2 separate regions of the Mus musculus genome follow, and region 2 is linked to region 1. The links are chromatin contacts, called in public ChIA-PET maps. All regions are on one chromosome and are shown on one strand. Each heading gives the region's core, a stretch centred on a gene start, on an enhancer-like site or on the middle of the called end of the contact. The rest is flanking DNA. Distances are from core to core; before and after follow the strand shown. Region 1 has its middle 24 kb from the start of Casp3. Region 2 overlaps Irf2 (interferon regulatory factor 2).

Evidence for each region. ChIA-PET counts read pairs in DNA pulled down with a chosen protein or histone mark.
Region 2: a contact with region 1 is called in an RNA polymerase II ChIA-PET map of effector CD8 T cells, with 2.6 times the contacts expected there. The contact joins two enhancer-like sites. A contact is called at or near these places in 4 of 115 datasets of contacts at active chromatin or transcription factors (CD8 T cells, effector CD8 T cells, microglia and 1 more) and 2 of 9 other capture datasets (adipose tissue and pancreatic islet).

What each region holds. Positions count from the first base shown.
Region 1 is chr8:46,640,083-46,642,773 of GRCm38.p6, forward strand. No RefSeq gene overlaps it. Among named protein-coding and RNA genes, the nearest start is that of Casp3, 24 kb to the left of the region's middle. Within about 2 kb of position 1,384, at least 98 of the 459 cell types and tissues checked have an H3K27ac peak or open chromatin away from gene starts, as enhancers often do. A contact at or near this core is called in CD8 T cells and effector CD8 T cells, where this site is marked.
Region 2 is chr8:46,780,707-46,783,397 of GRCm38.p6, forward strand. All of the region lies in intron 1 of Irf2 (interferon regulatory factor 2), which reads left to right. Among named protein-coding and RNA genes, the nearest start is that of Gm31172, 7.2 kb to the left of the region's middle. Within about 2 kb of position 1,390, at least 9 of the 459 cell types and tissues checked have an H3K27ac peak or open chromatin away from gene starts, as enhancers often do. A contact at or near this core is called in CD8 T cells and effector CD8 T cells, where this site is marked.

The sequences.
Region 1 (2,691 bases), core at 134-2,633:
GAAATGACTCAGCAGTTAAGAGCGTCGGCTGTTCTTCAGAAGAACTGGATTTGAACCCAAGCACCCACATGGCAGCTCACAATTTTTTGTAACTAGCTCCAGGGGACCCAACTGCCTCTTTTTGCCTCCTTGGGAATTTTATGCACATGGTGCAGAGGCATACACGTGGGCTAAATACCTATATACATGAAATTAAACCTTTAAAGACTAGCTCTTTAATGTGTGGAGAAAAGGCTAGCCCATTGTAATTTCCATACTATCTATATAAAGAGGTCTGAGATAGTACAAAGAAAACAACTGGAGCTATGGGTCTGGGAGTAGTTAGCTGGGTAAAGCAGTTTCCTTGCCAGCACAAGAACCTGAACTAGAACTTGATCCCCAGAATCCATGTTAAAAGGAAAAAAAACCCGAATTGTGATGCTCGCTTATAATTCCAGCAGTGATGGAGATAAGTGAGTTCCTGAGGCTCACTGGTCAACCAGCCTAGTCTCCATGGCAAACGCATGGCTGATGTGCTCAGCTATGGAGAAATGATACCAGTCCCATTATCACCTGGCCTACACATACACAAGATAAAAACCATCAACTGGGCCATGTATGTGAATAGAGCAAGTGTAAACAAAGAGAGCATATACCCCTTATGTTCAGATAACCCAATCTCCCATCATAATAAGAGGAATATAAATTATGATATCACCTACCAGACTGGACAGTATCGCCCAAGTGCTGGAGGTATAGGCATGCATCACCATGCCAAGCATGTGCTGTGGTTAATCCCAGCACTCGGGAGGCAGAGGCAGGTGGATTTCTGAGTTTGAGGCCAGCCTGGTCTACAGAGTGAGTTCCAGGACAGCCAGGGCTGTACAGAGAAACCCTGTCTCAGAAAACAAAACAAAACAAAAAACAAACAAAAACATGTTGCATGAATATTCATGAGATGGATGGCATATTCAGAGGGGTAAGGTGACCATTTGTTCCCTTCCAAACCATAGTGAACCAGATCTCTTCTTGGCTAGTCCTTCCCATGATCCTCTTTAAAAAGAGAAGCAAACTCACTAAGAAAATGATATTATAAACAAATTGAGATTTCCCAAGGTGGTCTACCCTTTGTTATAATATATTTGTGGCAATTTGGTTCGGTTCCCTTGTACTTAGTTTCTGCTTTGCGGGGACGAACCCAAATGCAGCTTAAAAGATGGAGTAAACCTCTAAAGATCATTTCAAACACCAGGAGAATCAGCTACCAAGAAACAGGTGTAGTGTTCCGTGGTTACCTCTTAACTAACTCCTCGACTTCTGATCCTCGGTGGGAGCTGTGGAACAATAGACCCAACTGTGAGAGTCTGTGGTCGGAAATGGCTTGTCTGAGTCAGAAGTGAAGCAGAGTTTACAGTGAAGAAATAAGTGTTGACTTTGGAAAAGAAGGCACATGACTAAGGTAGGTAGATAGGGTATTTTCCTTCCATTCAATCTGTGATACCCACTTCCTTCCTGGTGTCAATTATCTGTTAGACTCCCTCCCAGAACTCAGGAGAATTCTTTAGTTATAGGACTCAGTTTGTTAACTAATACGATTGAAGAATGTGGAAATGCAGGGCTAGGTGTGGTGGGGAGGGACACAGATTCTCCTTGTTTTCTTGGAGTGTCCCCCCTCAACCCCCACCCCCACCCCTACTCTGAACTGTTCAACCACTTGGAAACTGAAGCTCATCAGGACTTCTAGAACTCAGGCCCCAGCAACTCTACTTCCCCAGAAGTCAGAGCTAGGATGGGCCAGTCCCAGCAGCCTTCACTGAGATGATCTATGGCTCTGCCTACCGTTAGCATAAACTTAGGTGTGAGCTAAAGGGACTTGCTATTAACATCAGAAGTCACTCCTATCTCTCTGGAGAATCTAAGCAGTTTAAGACTTCTGTATGCAGGAAGTAGGGGGCTGGGAGATCATGTTTCTCATACTGGACTTGAGGGAACTTGTGATTATAGATTTACTTGGGAAGAAGAGTTGAAAATGGTACAAGGCGTTTCAGGATACACAGGCCGCCTGGTGACGGGAAAGAGCAGCTGTTTTCTTGGGTTCTTGGTGGGATCTAGAGTGTTAATCATGAGGTGGTTCTTGGTGGGATCTAGAGTGTTAATCATGAGGTTGGCATTCTCCTCTTCTGGCTTCAGGGAGTTTTTCCATTTAAGATAATAGAGCAATGATGGCCAGTTTGCCCCTGGAGACATTTTAGCATTACCTTGTACCTGGTGGGTCTTGTGATAAGATAAAGGGAGACCAGGACATGCCATACATTGTATAAATAGGTTCCATACATTGTACAGGTAGGTTCCATACATTGTACAGATAGGTCCCATGCATTGTCTATACACTGCATGTTTTATTCAATCTGGGCCCCCAGGTTATGGGATGATGCCACTCACATTGAAGGGTCTCTCCTCACTAAATCCTTTCTGGAAGCGCCTCCCACATACAGAGATACTTTTAGGTGATTCTAGATCCAGCCAAGTTGACAATGAAGATTAACCATGCTCTGTCGCAGATCCAAAGGACAGGACCGAGGACAGGATTTGCAGAGTAGGTTGTGTTCAGAGTTTATCATCTGTGAGGATGAGCCGCCTGGTTACTGGTGTGATGCTGAACACTGTGTGTACACTGGAATGGTGCTGTATTTCTGCGCCATCTTACCCTGC
Region 2 (2,691 bases), core at 140-2,639, 140 kb after region 1:
GGGCCTCTGAGCACAACACAGGGGCAAGAGCATTGCAAGTTGCATACATTGGCGAGGCTTACCCTGGAGCAGAAGAACCATTCTTGTGAGGCTGTAATGAGAACCGCTTTCTGGGATGACTGTGTCACCTGTCATACCCCAAACTGGCGATATGTTAGTGTCTTTTGAGCATACATATGGAGACCCTAAGGCAGTTTTGCTGTGTGTTTATGGTGGTCACACAACACTACACATTATGATCAGAGGCTAAGTCAAACTGCGTTAGGTACCACGGTAGTCTGTGCCCAGAGACAATTTCGTTTTTTTGTAAAATTGCTATGGTAGTATATAATATCTCCCAAAAGGACCCAGAACTCACCTAATCAGAAAATTCTGTGTAGAAAGCAGGTACACTAAACTCTAATTTGTGTGATTCTCGGCGTGGGAAGCCTGCTTTGTGATAAAGGCATTTTGGAATTTTAATTTCATGTGCATTTGTTTCGCATTAGTCATGAACTTCATTCACCAGTAGCCTCCTCCTGTCCCATGACTCATTCGGAGATGTTTGTCAGCCATCAGGGATGCGGAAGGCCATTAGATTAATGGGCACTAAGTGGCAGTGGTTCCCCCCACTTAGTGGCATATCGAAATTACTCTAAGATAATGAAAGTGAATCCTGTTCCCTGCCCTGGAGAGTCTTATTAGGCTGGGGTTAGGGAATTTTCCTTCAAAGTTCTCCAGGTGATAACATTGCACAATATTGTTTTAGAGACTGGGAGAGATTCAAACCAGAAAAGGTGGCTGTGGCTTGTGCTGCCTCTGCCTCTGCCTCTCTGCCTCTGCCTCTGCCTCTCTGCCTCTGCCTCTCTGCCTCTCTGCCTCTCTGCCTCTCTGCCTCTGCCTCTGCCTCTGCCTCTCTGCCTCTGCCTCTCTGCCTCTGCCTCTCTGCCTCTGCCTCTCTGCCTCTGCCTCTGCCTCTGCCTCTCTGTGAGTGTGTGTATGAGTGTACTCGCATGCAAGGTGTGGGTAAGTGTGCACCAGTGTGTATGTGCATGTGGAGACCAGAGTTTGCCCCTGGCTTTCTTCCTTATCTGCTTTATCTTTGAGATAGAATCTTTCACTGAACTTAGAGCTGGTTCACCTAGACTGGCTGGCCCACTAATCCTAGGAATCCTCCTGTCTCTGTCTCCCCGGTGTGGGGGCTACAGAGGAGTTATAATGTCTGGCTTTTCACACAGATGCTGGGGACTGGGTCCTCATACTGTTTTGGTAAGCACTGTACTTGATCAAGCTTGAAACATGGTCTTTGTATTTATTTTCTGTGCATTTGTGTGTGCCGGAGGGTATGTATGTACACCACGTGTGTGCAGTGCCTGCAGAGGCCAAAGGGGGACATAGATCTCCTGGAACTAGAGTTATAGATGGCTGTTACACACTGCTCGTTGCGGCTCTTCACTTCCAAGCCATTTCTCCAGCCCCCCTGGAGTGTATTCTTTGATGGAACTGACATATATCTTTAAAAAGTTTTATAAAACAGCAAATCAGAAAACGAAGATGAAGTTTAACAAAACTTTGAAAGGATCAGCACTCTATTGGTTTAGATAGCAATAGCCATTTTTTTCTATGTCCATCCAAATGTCAAACCATCTTTCTGTTTTCATGACTGGCAGTGTTGACTTACTTCGTCAGGCTTCCACCAGAATATGTGGAGTGATGTGTACAAATGCCACAGAGACACAGGAAACAGCCAAATGTGAAATCTAACACCTCCTCCTCAACACATCACGGCGTATTGTCTTAGCTCTGAAGGTGATATCCCTGTGCATGCAAATGTCAGCAAGCTCTTGTACATCTATCTCTTAGTAGCTTACAGGTTACTAAGGATGCATATATTTATTTATTTTTGTCTTCTTTTATCCCTTATACTTGCCAATATCCTCTTTCCCTACCTGCCTACACACGTACGTACGTACGTACACACACACACACACACACACACACACACACACACACACACACTGTTAAAGGGTCAGGTCAGCCTAAATGCAATTCTCTTTAAACCTTATCAGCCACAGTATTAGTATCAACGATGCTACAGCACCATATATGATGAGGTCTGAAATAGGAGGAAGTTCCTTGCAATTATGTCGACTCTATTTGTAGCACCTTCTTATATTTTCTATTCTATACTCCAGTCCATTAAAATTAAATTAAACTTGCTGATCATAAACCAAGAATGCCAATCTTTTTTTCTTCTTCTTCTTCTTTTGGTTTTCCAGGACAGGGTTTCTCTGTGTAGCCCTGACTGTCCTGGAACTCACTTTGTAGACCAGGCTGGCCTCGAACTCAGAAATTTGCCTGTCTCTGCCTCCCGAGTGCTGGGATTAAAGGCGTGTGCCACCACTGCCCGGCGAGAATACCAATCTTAATTAAAAAAAAAAAACCAAACAAACAATAACAAAACCCCCAAACACATTGCACAGTGCCTTAGCAAGCTTTTACCAGCGGTTTGAGAAACACTGGGTTTTGCTGTGGCCCTTGGAGGCAGAAAGGTTTGGATTGGATCTTGAGCCTTGCCGCTCCTCTGAGGTCAGGCTAAGTAAGTGGCTCCATTTCTTCCAGTACAAGATGGAGATGAGACGCTCTGCCCGGGTGGCTTGTTGGGAGGCTAAATGACGCTATGCACGGGAAGCTCTGAGCTCCTCGTAAGCT